Regions from separate parts of the Mus musculus genome. Here regions 1, 2, 3 and 4 are each linked to region 5. The links are chromatin contacts, called in public Hi-C, promoter capture Hi-C and targeted proximity ligation maps. All regions are on one chromosome and are shown on one strand. The core of a region is the stretch at or near the end of the contact, and the rest is flanking DNA. Distances in the headings are between cores, read along the strand shown. Region 1 has its middle 270 kb from the start of Trpm3. Region 2 has its middle 300 kb from the start of Cemip2. Region 3 has its middle 330 kb from the start of Cemip2. Region 4 holds the start of Gda (guanine deaminase). Region 5 holds the start of Cemip2 (cell migration inducing hyaluronidase 2).

Region 1 (2,700 bases), core at 72-2,571, 400 kb before region 5:
CCTCCCTCAATGGTCCACCAAGCTGACCAGGTCCACACAAGGAGAGACTTACCTGCAGATGCTGAAAGTCCGGGCTGCACATTTCTGTTCATGCGCATACCTGGAAGCTCTTTATATTATTTCATTTCCAACTCCACACAGCAATTCTGTTACTAACATGGTTCTGGTACAATGGCTTGGAGTAAACAAATTCCAAATGGCTTTGGATGTTAAACAGTTGGCAACAGTACACCACAGCACATTCAGATCACCAAGTTCCATGGAGACCAACATGTGACAGACATAGCAACACGACAATGAATTCTCTCTTTTCACACATGAAAGATGATTTGTGCTAAAATCCAGAAATGTACTATCCAGGATTCATATTCTTCTAAAGGATTCAAGGTAGTCCACAGGTGTCTGAACCCTGCTTTGTAATTCTGAAAAAGTTTTCTGTGCTTGGGTATATGTGCCTTTTTCTGACAATAGACCCACTGGTTTCCTTAAACCTTTAAATACATGTAGAAATTTAAGATATTAGAAACAACTACTGAACAACAAAATAATCAAGACACCAGAGTTCACTGAACATAAGAGGTTTCTTACAGCTAACAAATAAACGAATAATTTCACTGGACTTATTCTTTCATGTAAAATATTTTGAATATTTTGTTACTAATGCATAGCAAATATGCCTATAATATATATGTAAAATAACTTCATAATTTTAAATGCAAATAATCAAAAAAGTAAACTGTATATAATAACTACATAGAGTATATAACTCCAGCCATAAAAACATTTAAAAAGACTTTAATTCCAAAATGCTTGTCATTTTTCAAATATTCATAAAGTAATTCACATTGAGTAAATATTATTCATAGTTTATAAAGACACATAAAGATGACAAAGTCTCTGCATAATTGCAAAGCTATTTCCCTGTGTGGACATATTAGTCAGCCAAAATTATCCCACTCTCAGATTTCTTTTGAAGACTCATCAGTCTGAGTTTGGTCTCTTGGTGCCTGTACTGTCTTCAGATACCTCAGCCTTTATTATGACACAGGTTATGATTATGACACTGATTCTTTTCCTCTAATTTACTACAAAGAGTTCTTCTAGAATTTAGAAATAATTTTAACTTGTCCAACTTGTCCTATGAAAGCACTCAAGTCACCCTACTCTGCCCAAAAGGACACAACAAATCTGTCACCTCCTCCCACTTGGCACCATGAGCTCTTCTTTGAAAAGCCAAAAAAGCAATACAGCCCTGGATACAATACAGCACATGCCAGCAGCAGCTCACAACTCTGACAGGACAAGAATTGGCCAAGCTGCATGGGGTGGCAGAACCCTGCTCAGAGGGCACTGATATCATCCAGTAATCAAGGGCTGAGCCTGCTAGGCCTCCTGCAACAACCACTCACATGCCTCTGGTTGAAGGCTGTGCTACCCTAGTGCCAATAGCATTTCTGCCAAGATGTGTAGACCTATCTTGGTCTTTCCACCCCATCCCACTCTCCTGCATGACTCCGACCCAGATCCGTCATCTCAGTGACTCTTCCCACAAACATGTCAGCACATCCCTCATCGGTATTCCCATCCCTTGTATATACAATTTGGCATTTAACTATAGGTTTTGCTATAAAATAGAGCTAGCAACTTCATATGTAAATGCTGTCTTTACCAAAGCACTGTGGGATCCTGATACATCTTCGAAATGGGAAATTCTAAGGCCTCTATCTATTATAGAAAGTAGATTATATAGAAAAAGTCAGATATTGCAAAACCTTTTGATTTTCTCAAGAGAGAATTCTAAAAACAACACCCCCATGCTGAGTCATGCTATGATGTTGTTCAGTCTAGCTCCCTGTCCGTAACAGCTATGGCATTTCACTCAGGAAACACCGTTGCCAAAGTAAAAGATCAAATGTCATTAACTATTTTCCTGCAATCCCACCAACAATGGAGGAGTGTTCCTCTTTCTCCACATCCTCGCCAGCATCTGCTGTCACCTGAATTTTTGATCTTAGACATTCTGACTGGTGTGAGGTGGAATCTTAGGGTTGTTTTGATTTGCATTTCCCTGATGATTAAGGATGTTGAACATTTTTTCAGGTGCTTCTCTGCCATTCGGTATTCCTCAGGTGAGAATTCTTTGTTCAGTTCTGAGCCCCATTTTTTAATGGGGTTGTTTGATTTTCTGAAGTCCACCTTCTTGAGTTCTTTATATATGTTGGATATTAGTCCCCTATCTGATTTAGGATAGGTAAAGATCCTTTCCCAATCTGTTGGTGGTCTCTTTGTCTTATTGACGGTGTCTTTTGCCTTGCAGAAACTTTGGAGTTTCATTAGGTCCCATTTGTCAATTCTCGATCTTACAGCACAAGCCATTGCTGTTCTGTTCAGGAATTTTTCCCCTGTGCCCATATCTTCAAGGCTTTTCCCCACTTTCTCCTCTATAAGTTTCAGTGTCTCTGGTTTTATGTGAAGTTCTTTGATCCATTTAGATTTGACCTTAGTACAAGGAGATAAGTATGGATCGATTCGCATTCTTCTACATGATAACAACCAGTTGTGCCAGCACCAATTGTTGAAAATGCTGTCTTTCTTCCACTGGATGGTTTTAGCTCCCTTGTCGAAGATCAAGTGACCATAGGTGTGTGGGTTCATTTCTGGGTCTTCAATTCTATTCCATTGGTCTACTTGTCTGTCTCT
Region 2 (2,718 bases), core at 19-2,518, 300 kb before region 5:
GCACAGGTTAAACATGTCCTTCTGCTGGATTTCACAGTCCCCGCCCTATCTACATAGCTACTTTATCTGAGTAGCAAATAAATACTCTCACCATGATCATCACATGAATTCCAGGGAGGACATATACCATTTAACGATGTCAGTCAATCGACCCACGTAAGATTAATAATTGATAAGCACTACAGTGGTGTAGATCCAGTGGCCTGTAGATGCAGGAACATGCTGTACAAAGAGTTCCTAGGAAAGTTCTTGAGAAATGTAGATCTCACATATTCATTTAGCAAATATCCCCCTGGCCATGGGGGAATATTCATTAAAAGCTATTTAGTTATTCAGTTTTACCCTTCCATATGTTTCCTGCTAAATCTCTGACTCACAGCTTAAAAGCTTTGAAAAAATAACAAGGAAGAAGAGAGGAAACATTACAAGGAATGAAGTGGTCATTTCCAATACGAACAACTTTAGAGGAACATCAAAACATAAATTTCATCAGAGATAAAGGCATAAAGATTGGGCATGCCAAATATTATACACAGCAATAGATGTGTTCTTTGCTTCTCATTGTCTTGGTTTTCCATCTTGTTTAAAAAGAAAATCCCATGCTGGTTAAAAAGAAGACAATGTGTGTGTTGGGTTCTCAAGCATTAGCAGCTGTGCTTATGTCCAATGCTTGTCAGGGCCAGAAGATTAAAAGCCCATGCATTCCTCAGCTTCATTGGCCTAGACATTGTAAAATGAGGACATTAGAATCCAGATAGTGCAGAATCTTGATCAAAGTGTTATCTATTATTAATCTTACATTGGTCAATTGACTGACATTGTTAGATGGTATTCTGTTCCAATATTTAACCATACTATGCACATGGCAAGCACTCTGCAAATTACCCGTAGAAAATGTGTATGTAAGGGAATGTTTAAATAGAAGGATGCTCTTCCCCAAGGCAATGCCATCAAACACTTGGATTCTAAGTGATCTTCAAAATCGTTAAAAGAGGAATGAACACACCTATATTCCACGAACCATGCCATTTGACTCACAGGCATTGCTATAAACAGAGAAATTGTTCTGTAAGGAATTTCACATTAATCAATAAAATGTATTTGGAGAGACATAAAATGAAAGAAGAATAGTGTTGACAAATAGCGAAAACTGTCTCCTTTTTACAAAGTCCCTTTGTTTGTTGTTGCTCTGGATCATTGCCTTGGTTACAGGAAGTAGAACAAGCTGATTTAGACACAAGCCAGTGCTGGAAATCCCTCCACGCAGGCAAATCCTGAGGAACAATCTCCACCCCCTACTCAAGTATCTAGGAGCCATCTGCTTTGGCATCCCAGCTCATTAGACGCCAGCAGCAGCATCTCCAGAGTTGAATCTTTTCATTCATTATTCAATTGGATATGTTTTGGTATAAAGGGTTGCCTGCATTCAAAACCTCTCTTTGAAATGAAAAATTCGTGGCTTTCACAAATGCTTAGCCATTTCTTATTCAAATATGTGCTCCACTTAAGAGATGTGCAAAAACATATTAATGAAAAATATGTTAACTGTTTTCCCTCTTTGAATTATATTTTATTAGCAAGATCTCTGAATACCGGATCTATAGCTGGTGTTTAACATACCCCATCCCAACTACTTAGATGACTCAAAATTTTCTTTCAAAAACAAAACAACAACAACAAAAACTGGTAAGCTTGATCATAGAAGTGGCAGAATCTAGAAAAATGTCTAATATATTTTAATACATTCAAAATAAGGCAAATAGGGTCTGTTCGTCATTTAACAACAAGTGATTGCATATAAATGCTATGGTGTGAGTCAAAATGAAAAGGCAGTGACTTAATGTTGCCATCAACACATACTAGTTTCCATAAAAGTTAGATTTACTTTTAAAAGATTATACACACTGGCATTCTCTTTGCTTGACACTCTGCTAATGATTGATTGACTGATTCTCCACTGGTAAGATGCATGCTTAGAAAGTCCAAATTGGATAATTTTATAAGTCAAACTATTATTTTGAATGTAAATACAAGGAAAAGAACTTAGAAAATCTGAAGATGCAAAGCTAGATTGTTTATTATTTTTCTTCTTGACATTAGAATTTACAAGCCAGAATGAAAGCTTATATAACAACCCTCCACAGGACCAAGGGGCTCCTCTCCCAGTGATGCCAGATAAGGCCATCCTCTGTTACATATCCAGCTGGAGCCACGGGTACCCCCTGTGTGTTCTTTGGTTGGTGGTTTAGTCCCTGGGAGCTTTGGGGAGTCTGGTTAGTTGATATTGTTCTTCTTACGGGGTTGAAACCCCCTTCAGCTCCTACAGTCCTTGCCCTAACTTCTCCATTGGGCAATGTTTGGCTGTGTACATCTGCATCTGTACTGGTCCAGTTCTGGCAGAGCCTCTCAGGGGACAGTTATACCAGCTCCTGTCAGTAAGCACTTCTTGGCATCAGCAACAGTGTCTGGGTTTGGTGTTAGCAGATGGAATGGATCCTTAGGTGGGGCAGTCTCTGGATGGCCTTTCCTTTAGTTACTGCTCCACCCTTTGTCCCTGCATTTTCTTTTAACAGTCGGAATTCTGGATTAATATTTTTTGAGGTGGGTGAGTGGCCTCATCCCTCAACTGGGGGCTGTGCCTATCCACTAGATATGGTCTCTATGGGTTCTATCTCCCCTTTGTTGGATATTTCAGCTAATGTTCTCCCTGTTGGATCC
Region 3 (2,700 bases), core at 183-2,682, 330 kb before region 5:
CCCTACAGGAAGTCTCTAGAGGGTAACAGAGAAGTCCAGCCAGGCAGCCTGGAGACTGAGCCCAGAGCCTCATAGCAGCACTATACAACTGAGCTATGTCCTTAGCCCTGAATAATTTATATATTATTTATTTTTTCATAATTTATTGAATGACTATTTACTATAAGCACAACAACATGCTAGCAGTCCAATTACTAGCAGTGATATAAATAAAACATCTTTTGTGGTCTGTGTCTCTAACTTGCCCTAGCTCCTAGCTCAGTGACTTGGGGGAGAGCTGGTTTTCTTTTATATACTTGCTACAGACCACCCCTGTGGAAAGCGGCAGAAAGAATCCAATTCACCTGTTTAATCAAAATGGTGGGAGAAGTATTTACCAAGGGTATTTGTTGAGAAAACAATTTCTTTGAGTGGAAAGTCTGCATCAGATTGGGCCTAAGTAGCTTTGGCTACCCATCATTCTTAGCTCAGTGTGGCTGAACCCTGGTTCAATTATTGCCTGATGGGGTATTCTGAAGATGTGTTTTCTACACTAGTACTTTCTAAAGTTGTATGTTAAGTTTAAAAATTTAAAACAATAACATAGCTTGCAAGTCCAGAATAGAGCTTTGTCTGCAGATGTAGTGAGCAATGCGGACTAGTGTTGTGGGGAAATATTTAAAAAACAATCCATGCTACAGGATGGCCTGTTCTCATCTTGGCAGACTCTCTGACCCTGAACTCCAAAATCTCTCCACCAGACTGGCTAAGTTCCTGTGGCAGGTCATTGCCATGCCAGCCGTACACTTCCAAATTCCAACAACCTTTTGGGGTACACTTCTCGCAAAGCCTCACTTTGCCGTCATGCCTTTCTCTCTGGAACCCAGTTGAGTAACCAAGGGAAGGAAAACAGCACATAAACTTAGTACAGAATTAACAGGTAACACAATCACTGGGCGCAACAACTAGTATCCTAATGTGTAAGCCATTCTAAGTTAAATCCTCCGGTAGTGGATCTCACAGATCCGCCACCTAAACTGATTCCATATCCTACATTTTGGCCTCCACCTGTCTCCTGTCCAAAAACCTGTCTATTAGCTGGGCAGTGGTGGCGCACGCCTTTAGTCCTAGCTCTTGGGAGGCAGAGGCAGGCAGATTTCTGAGTTTGAGGTCAGCCTGGTCTACAGAGTGAGTTCCAGGACAGCCAAGGCTACACAGAGAAACCCTGACTAGAAAAAAAAAAAAAATCCCCCAAACAAAAAACAAACAAACCAAAAAAATCCGTCCCTTTTTTCTGCCTCCCCTCTTCCTCAATTCCACCAGGAAGTCCCACCTATTACTCGAACAGTGATTGGTCCCCTGAAATCTTTATTCATTAGGGAAGGGTTCTCCTGAAATCACCTGAGTTATGTGACTCACTCCTCATCCTAGGTAGCCCCTCTTGGGAAGGCAGAATTAGCATCAAAATACAAATAACACCAGGGCTACCCACAACAGATTTGCCCTAGCACAATGGATAAGCTAGGCTAAGAGTTTGAGGGAAGCCATGCCTTGAAAAATCAGTCCAGAGTGAGGCTTCCTTCATACTTCCTGACATAAGACACCTGTGACCTCCCTTGTATCTACTTACTTTTTAAGGCTTTAAAAGGAACATTACCCAGATTGTCCTTCCTTAAAAAGGAATTCTTGTGTTGGGCGTGGCGGCGGCACACATCTTTAATCCCAGTGTGAGATGGGCAGAGGCAGACTGATTTCTGAGTTCAAGGCTAGCATTATCTACAGAGTTACTTCTTCTAGGGCAGCTAGGGCTACACATAGAAGAGCCACTGCCTCAAATAGATGATAGATAAATTCTTAGGAGTAAGCTGTAGTTCATACTGGGCTGTGACTGATAAGTTTCAATGGAATACTCACTGTTTACATAAGAAAATTAAAAAAAAAAATCCAGAAAAGTCACAATGACTGCCATTTCAAGGGATTTTTAGATAACGCGTTTTCTAAGATACATTTTAAAGGATAATTGAAACTTCTCTCCAAACCCAGCCTATATGTTATGAAATGATTAAATGGATCGCATTGTGTAAGCCTTGACTAAACAAATGAAGTATCAACGCAACAGCTCAGTATATTATCAATTAATGATCTAGAAAGTGTGCGCCATCATTACTATCTGCATGGCTTCTGGCCCAGTAACATTAACATGATCATAAATTTGATAAAGGAGTAATTGCCTGCTTTCCGTTGTTACTATTTTTATATGCTCATGGATTGTAACAGCTGCCTTATTCACACTCACACCTACACACACGCATTCCAGCAACATATGCCACTTCTGTCCAGTCACAAGTCAGTAATTGGCTCTCCTAGGACCCATTTATAAAAGCTAGAAACCTGAAATCCACTTTGATCCCTTTCTGTTCGCCATCCAAATGCATCCTCACATTCCCCAAGTCTTGAAAAATCCTGCCAATCCACCATTCCCTTCACTCCTGCCTGGATTACCTCGGAGACCACCATTCTTCCCGTCTGCCCTATCCAGTGTACTAAGATGAGGTTTCTAACATGCAAACATGAACGTATAAGGGTAGCTCTTTTCCCTTCTGATGAAACTGAAACTCATGACTCGACACATTGGTTAAGTACTTCAAGAAACAACTGACCACTGTTTCAGTGCTTCCTCTGTCTACTCTGCCCTTTGTAATTCTAGTTTCAGCTCCACTG
Region 4 (2,736 bases), core at 27-2,526, 310 kb after region 5:
TTACAGGGCTCATCCCTGACAAAGACTGACTCGCCTTCTCAGCCCTCATTAATTGCCTGTAGCACTTCATCTGGAGAGGTCTTGTGGGATTTCCCGATACCAAGCTTGATTGTCAGCTAATGTTAGTGCTCAGGTGTAGCCTCGTGTAGGCTACTATGTTATTGAGATCACATGGTGCAGTTTTCCTGCATATAGAAGACACAATCTGGAGGGAATTTAGTAGGAAGAGTGGGGGTAGTGAGTAAATATGATCAAAATACATTGTAAAAAATGATCAAAGGAATAAAATATTAACATTAAAAAGAAATGGTAATAAACATATGGGAGAAAATGACACTCTTAAGGATGGATATGACCAGTGAAGGAAAAGGATGGATTCCTGGGACGGGAACTTCTGGATAGGGGGAAGTTAGCTCTTGGGCAGGGGCAGTTACTGCATGGAGTTACAACTTAAGGCAAAGCAATGAAGAGAGGCTGCCCCATTTAGATTCAGAGCAAGCCCATTGCTGTGGGGAGCAGCAGAGGAAACCTGGGATCCACACTTTGAAGGTAACCAGAAAGTCCTGCCTGCAGGACCTAACTCGAGGAGCTGGAGGCTGTTGTGGGGGGAGGGAACCTGGACAGGTTTTGTAGTGACTTGGCCCAGGTTCTGATTTCATGAAAGGAATGGAAGACCTCAGACTGTTTGGTAGCTTGCAGGTGGTCTTTAGATTTCTACCCTTGTACTTCAGCTGCTGGGAACTTCATTTTCTCCTCTTTTACAACTGAATAAATAAAATTAGTTTCCTCAGACACAAGACAAGTTAGTCGTGGTATTGTATGTGGATGGGCAAAAGGACTAAAATATTGACCTCGGTGGAAGAGAGGGACTTTGAGATCTAGATTAACCCTTGGTGCTGGAGATCCCTGTAAAGTTCCACATAAGTCAAGCTTCCAGAACCCCAGCAAACAATGAACACATAGTATGCATCCTTCAATCTCAGGAAAGGAAACTGGCCACAAGGTGTACAGCTCAAAGTGACCTTTCACCTGTCACCACGTTTATGCAAGTTCAGAATTCTGGTGCTCAAGTTGAGGGGATGAACGGTCCTAGGAGTATAGAAGGCTCAGAGAAGACAGTGTAGGTGCACAACGAAAGCAAGTCAGAGTGGCTTGATTTCGATAACTCAAGGAGTTAACACATCCAAAACCAACGCAGGGGTGGGGAGGAAAGCCACACCCCAAGGGAGCTGGAGCCAACTCAGAGGAGAAAAATCCTATTGGCATCCAGGAGGCAGGGAGCCAGCCCCTGGGCGCGGCCTGCAGGGGGCAGGCGATCGCCTGGGGAAGCGGGGGCAGAACGAGCCCCAAGAGCCAGCAGCTCCCGCTCCGCAGCCGCAGGAACCGCTCTGCGCCCGCCCGGTGCGCCCTCCTTGGCCAGTGAACTCGCGCTGCCCTGCTGCAGCCATGTGTGCGGCTCGGACGCCGCCGCTGGCGCTCGTCTTCCGAGGGACTTTCGTCCACTCCACCTGGACCTGCCCCATGGAGGTGCTTCGCGATCACCTCCTCGGCGTGAGCGACAGCGGCAAAGTGAGTGGGCACCGGGTCCCGCGCACCGCGGACAGGTGGAGGGACCCTGGCGAGGCACTGCGCGTTCAGGGTTCGCTCCTGTAGAGCGAGCACGGTGGCTCCAGAGTTGAACTTTAGCGTTTGGCTTCTAGAGAAGGCAGACTGACTGATCACTAGGTTTGTAACCTGGCTAGGGCGGAATGACATCCCAGAAGCCTGGAACAGTACTCGCACCGCACTGTAGGCATCCCTAGAAAAGGTGGTTGAATTTCTTGAGACAGAGCTGACCAGGGTGGCGTGGGGATCAGTTGATTAGTGTTGTCTGCTGAATTTATCAGGTAGAATAAGCAAAAACATCTGGTCTCATTCGCAGGCTCTTTCATCAAACAATGCATTAACACTACATGTTACACAAGTTTAATCTTGGAAGGGACAGAACTGGAAAATCTGTCTCTGTCTCTGTCTTCTCTGTCTCTCTGTCTCTCTCTCTCTCTCTCTCTCTCTCTCTCTCTCTCTCACACACACACACACACACACACACACAACACAGCCATTTGAATCAAAACAAACGGTTTCATTTTAAGGTTCAAAATGCCTTCTATGATTATAGCTTTTATACCCTCCCCCTACAATTAGATTTCCACAAGTGTCCTTTGATACCTGGCACTTCTTTGTCCACCCAGATGGTGACAGTGTACATTAGTAACATCCTGGCCAGTTTGATAAGTGAAGTCATTTCATTTTGGGGGCAGAATGGGATTTTTAATTGTTTCTCAAAGTATACCAGTCTGTGGTCTGCCAAGTTGAAGATGCTGTCATTGACCATGCTGAATTATGACTTAGATTTGGGAGTAACCAAACCTGATATTCTTAAAGATTTTTAAAAATGTGTGTGTGTGTGTACATACTCAAAGTAGCATGTGTGGTCAGAGAGCAACGTGTTCTCTTTGTTGGTTCTCTCCTTAATCCCCATGGATTCCAGGAACTGAATCCAGGTCCTCAGGCTTGGTGACAAGCACCTTGGTGACAAGTACTTTTTACATGCTGAGCCACCACACAGGCTCCCAATCTTGTTTTCTTGTGGGACTTGATTTTTTTTTTTTTTTGCTGTTGTTGTTGTTGGTACATTGGGAAGCAGGATGTTGCGTTTCCAAGGTGATAACATTCTCAGAGCTCACCTAACGGAGA
Region 5 (2,730 bases), core at 89-2,588:
CACAAGGGAGTCAGTCCAACACACTGTGTGGTTCAGGAGCAGATGGAAGTTCCTAAAAGACAGGCACTCTACCTTTAACCCCAACTGCAGAAGAAAGGAGATGTGTCAAAAGTCTGTTCTCCTAACCTTCGGCGGAGAATTTAAGGGGAGTGTTTCTGCTCCACAGGGGGTCTGGTGACAAACACCAGCCCCCCAGCAGAGACCTTGGTTTTATTGCTAGAGGGCAGTAAGTAGTATTACGTGAAGCACCTCAGGGTACTCGCAGTGAGAACCCCATTCTTTGCCAGGACCTCCCAACTCTGCCAAGGAACTGTGGTGAGTGAGGTCCTGTGCTAAAAACTGGTCCCCAGCTTTAAAGATGCCCAGATTCTGAAACTGCGCCTTACCACACGGAGCAGGGTCACACCAACTCAGGGGAACAGTAGGAGACAAAGATCCACACTCCCCCCCAAACTTTACACAAGCGTGCTCTTGTAGACGCCAAGGCTCCACAATGCACATTCCATCAATCTTTCACTGCGGTCCGCGTCCCCCACGCAGCCTTTCCAGAAACTTTAGGGCTGTTCACACCGACTTTAAAAGACCCATTGTTAACCTCCCCGGGAACACAAAGTGGATGAAAAGGGGATCAAACCTCTATTCCTAAGGACCCCTTTTCATGGAAGAAGGTTGAGTCTCGGGGCGCTATGTATGGGAGAACTCCGGCGGGAAGGCGCCGGCAAAGGCGGACGCTGGAACCCACAGGATGTTGTGCTTCTCGGCAAAAAAACGCCAGCACAGGGACAGCCAGGCCTCCAGGACGCCAAGGTGCGCAAGTCGGGTCTGCGCCCTCCGGGCCCTTGGGACCGCCAAGGAGGCGGGGCTGGGCACCCGGGACTAGAGGAGCCTTACCTTCCCCTCCCCCTCCTGGCGTCGGTCTACTCAGGTGTCTACGCGATGGCCAGAGGAGCAGGAGCGGGAGCAGAGCTCCTGGAGTCCCCGCGTGCAGATCTCCTCTCCATGGCCAGGAACCCGCGTCCCGCTGCCGCTCTGAATTCAGCGGCAACCTACGCCGGAGGAGAAGCAGTCGGGGCCGGGGAGTAACGCTCCTCCCTCCGCCTTCGCGGCCACCTCCTCCAGCCAGCCCGGCTTGGCGCTCTTGGATCCTTCCCTCCCGGAGGAAGAGGAGGGGAATCGCCGTCCGGGCGGCGCGAGCCTGTGCGGCTCCGAGACAATAGCGGCAGGCAGGGCGCGTTCCCGAGCCGCGCAGGTCCCCGGTTCGGCGGGCGCCGCGGCTCGCTAGGGTCCCTCTAATCAGCCTCCGGCCACACAAGCGCCGGCTCGGCTGGGCCGAGAGTGCTGCGGATTGGGCAGGCGGCCCCGAGCTAGGGAGGCGGGTCAAAGGCGGGGTGGGCGGGGCCTGTTGTCAGAGGGACGAGACCTGCGGAGGCTCCGCCCACCACAAGCTGCAGACGAAGGCTCAGCGCCTCCAGCTGCCTTCAGCAGGAAGGACGCCCGCCAACACCGTCGGCGGCCAGGGTTTCCCAGCGGCTCCTTGACCTTCGGCTACAGATGACTACCTGGGAGTTCAGGAAAAGCAGCGGGCCTGAACCTGAGTCTGTGTACCTCATCATCCCAGCTGAGTCTGATACTGCTTTTTTTGTCACCTCTTGACAAAGTCGACCTGAGCCTGCACCCCTCATCACTCGAAACTGAACCTGCATCTTCTCGGGTCTAGCCAGGCTGCTGAACCCCTATTACCACCACCACCACCACCCCACACACACACACACACACCACCACCACCACCACCACCACCACCACCACCACCCACACACACACACACACCACCACCACCACCACCACCACCACCACCCCTGAGACACACACACACAGGGTTGAACTCTTTTCTCTTCCTTTATCATCCAATAGCTGAGTTCGACATCTTTTATCGCTCCGGAATGAAGCTGACTCGGCATAGCAGTATATTCCCCCAATAATATCCCGCAAGCCCCCCACCTCACTCAAAACTTTCTGAGCCTCGGGTCCTGGCGCCTCGACTGCCCCCACCTGGCCAACAAGGAAGCTGGATTCGTAGCCCTCTCAGCAGAGTCAGTGTGTTCTTGACTTCAGACCGTTGTCCAGTTCTGGTTAGGAGCTTGGAGCAGCCCCAGCATCTCACACTAAGGCCAGAATAAATATACCTAGGCCTGGTCACGCCTTCTGGCCACGCTACTCTAGAGTGGCTGAAGCTTGCAGGAGGCGGAGATGCAACACTGAAAACCAATCCTCAGCCCACCCTACTGCAGAATATACTGGCCGGGTGGCATGAGTAGCCCTGCCACCACCCGGTCCCCTGGAGGAAGTTGCTCTGGCAGAGGAAAAGCCTTTCCTGCAGCAAAGGGCGCGACCTGGCTTGGTCCGTCAGACCACGAGGTCAGGAGCTAATGACAGCTGCCAGATTGCCAAATCCGGACAGTCATCATCCTCTATTTAATTCGGAGTTGGACGTGTCGCCTCTGGGGAACTGTTTCATTGAATACTGTACAGGCAGGATTGTTCATTTTTCAGGCTCACTGTTGTTTGTCTGTCTGTTTGTTTATTTGTTTGTTTTCTCCCCCTTCCAGTAAAAATTCAACCGTGTAGCTATGATACACCAGCAGACAGAAAAAGGAATACCCTATTTCCAAGGTTTGGTTTAGGACTTGGTAGAACTGAACCAATGTTTCCAGACTGGGGCTAATAAGAATC

The links. Promoter capture Hi-C pulls out the DNA fragments that hold promoters and counts their contacts. Hi-C and Micro-C count contacts between places; a contact is called where the count stands out from the background.
Region 1: a contact with region 5 is called in a Hi-C map of the C2C12 cell line, with 2.8 times the contacts expected there. A contact is called at or near these places in 5 of 39 promoter capture datasets (the 3T3-L1 cell line, hippocampal neurons, liver and 1 more), 1 of 484 Hi-C or Micro-C datasets (the C2C12 cell line), 5 of 130 datasets of targeted methods (the NIH/3T3 cell line, bone marrow-derived macrophages, large pre-B cells and 1 more) and 3 of 9 other capture datasets (adipose tissue, embryonic stem cells and pancreatic islet).
Region 2: a contact with region 5 is called in a Hi-C map of neural progenitor cells, with 2.4 times the contacts expected there. A contact is called at or near these places in 6 of 39 promoter capture datasets (the C10 cell line, the SN4741 cell line, embryonic stem cells and 2 more), 3 of 484 Hi-C or Micro-C datasets (bone marrow-derived macrophages, nephron progenitors and neural progenitor cells), 5 of 130 datasets of targeted methods (the 230-238 cell line, bone marrow-derived macrophages, large pre-B cells and 1 more) and 1 of 9 other capture datasets (embryonic stem cells).
Region 3: a contact with region 5 is called in a targeted proximity ligation map of embryonic stem cells, with 3 times the contacts expected there. A contact is called at or near these places in 8 of 39 promoter capture datasets (the 3T3-L1 cell line, the C10 cell line, the SN4741 cell line and 4 more), 6 of 130 datasets of targeted methods (bone marrow-derived macrophages, embryonic stem cells and forebrain) and 3 of 9 other capture datasets (adipose tissue, embryonic stem cells and macrophages).
Region 4: a promoter capture Hi-C map of hippocampal neurons shows a contact between it and region 5, with 2.7 times the contacts expected there. A contact is called at or near these places in 3 of 39 promoter capture datasets (hippocampal neurons and liver), 2 of 130 datasets of targeted methods (bone marrow-derived macrophages and pancreatic cancer cells) and 1 of 9 other capture datasets (liver).

Annotation. Positions count from the first base shown.
Region 1 is chr19:22,177,857-22,180,556 of GRCm38.p6, reverse strand. It overlaps a transcript of Trpm3 not described here. Among named protein-coding and RNA genes, the nearest start is that of Trpm3, 270 kb to the left of the region's middle.
Region 2 is chr19:22,080,216-22,082,933 of GRCm38.p6, reverse strand. No RefSeq gene overlaps it. Among named protein-coding and RNA genes, the nearest start is that of Cemip2, 300 kb to the right of the region's middle.
Region 3 is chr19:22,108,658-22,111,357 of GRCm38.p6, reverse strand. No RefSeq gene overlaps it. Among named protein-coding and RNA genes, the nearest start is that of Cemip2, 330 kb to the right of the region's middle.
Region 4 is chr19:21,471,201-21,473,936 of GRCm38.p6, reverse strand. Gda (guanine deaminase) reads left to right here and starts at 1,276. Exons shown (of 14, transcript NM_010266.2): 1 at 1,276-1,569. The coding sequence starts at 1,447.
Region 5 is chr19:21,776,948-21,779,677 of GRCm38.p6, reverse strand. It overlaps Cemip2 (cell migration inducing hyaluronidase 2), which reads right to left and starts at 1,338. Exons shown (of 24, transcript NM_001033759.2): 1 at 892-1,338.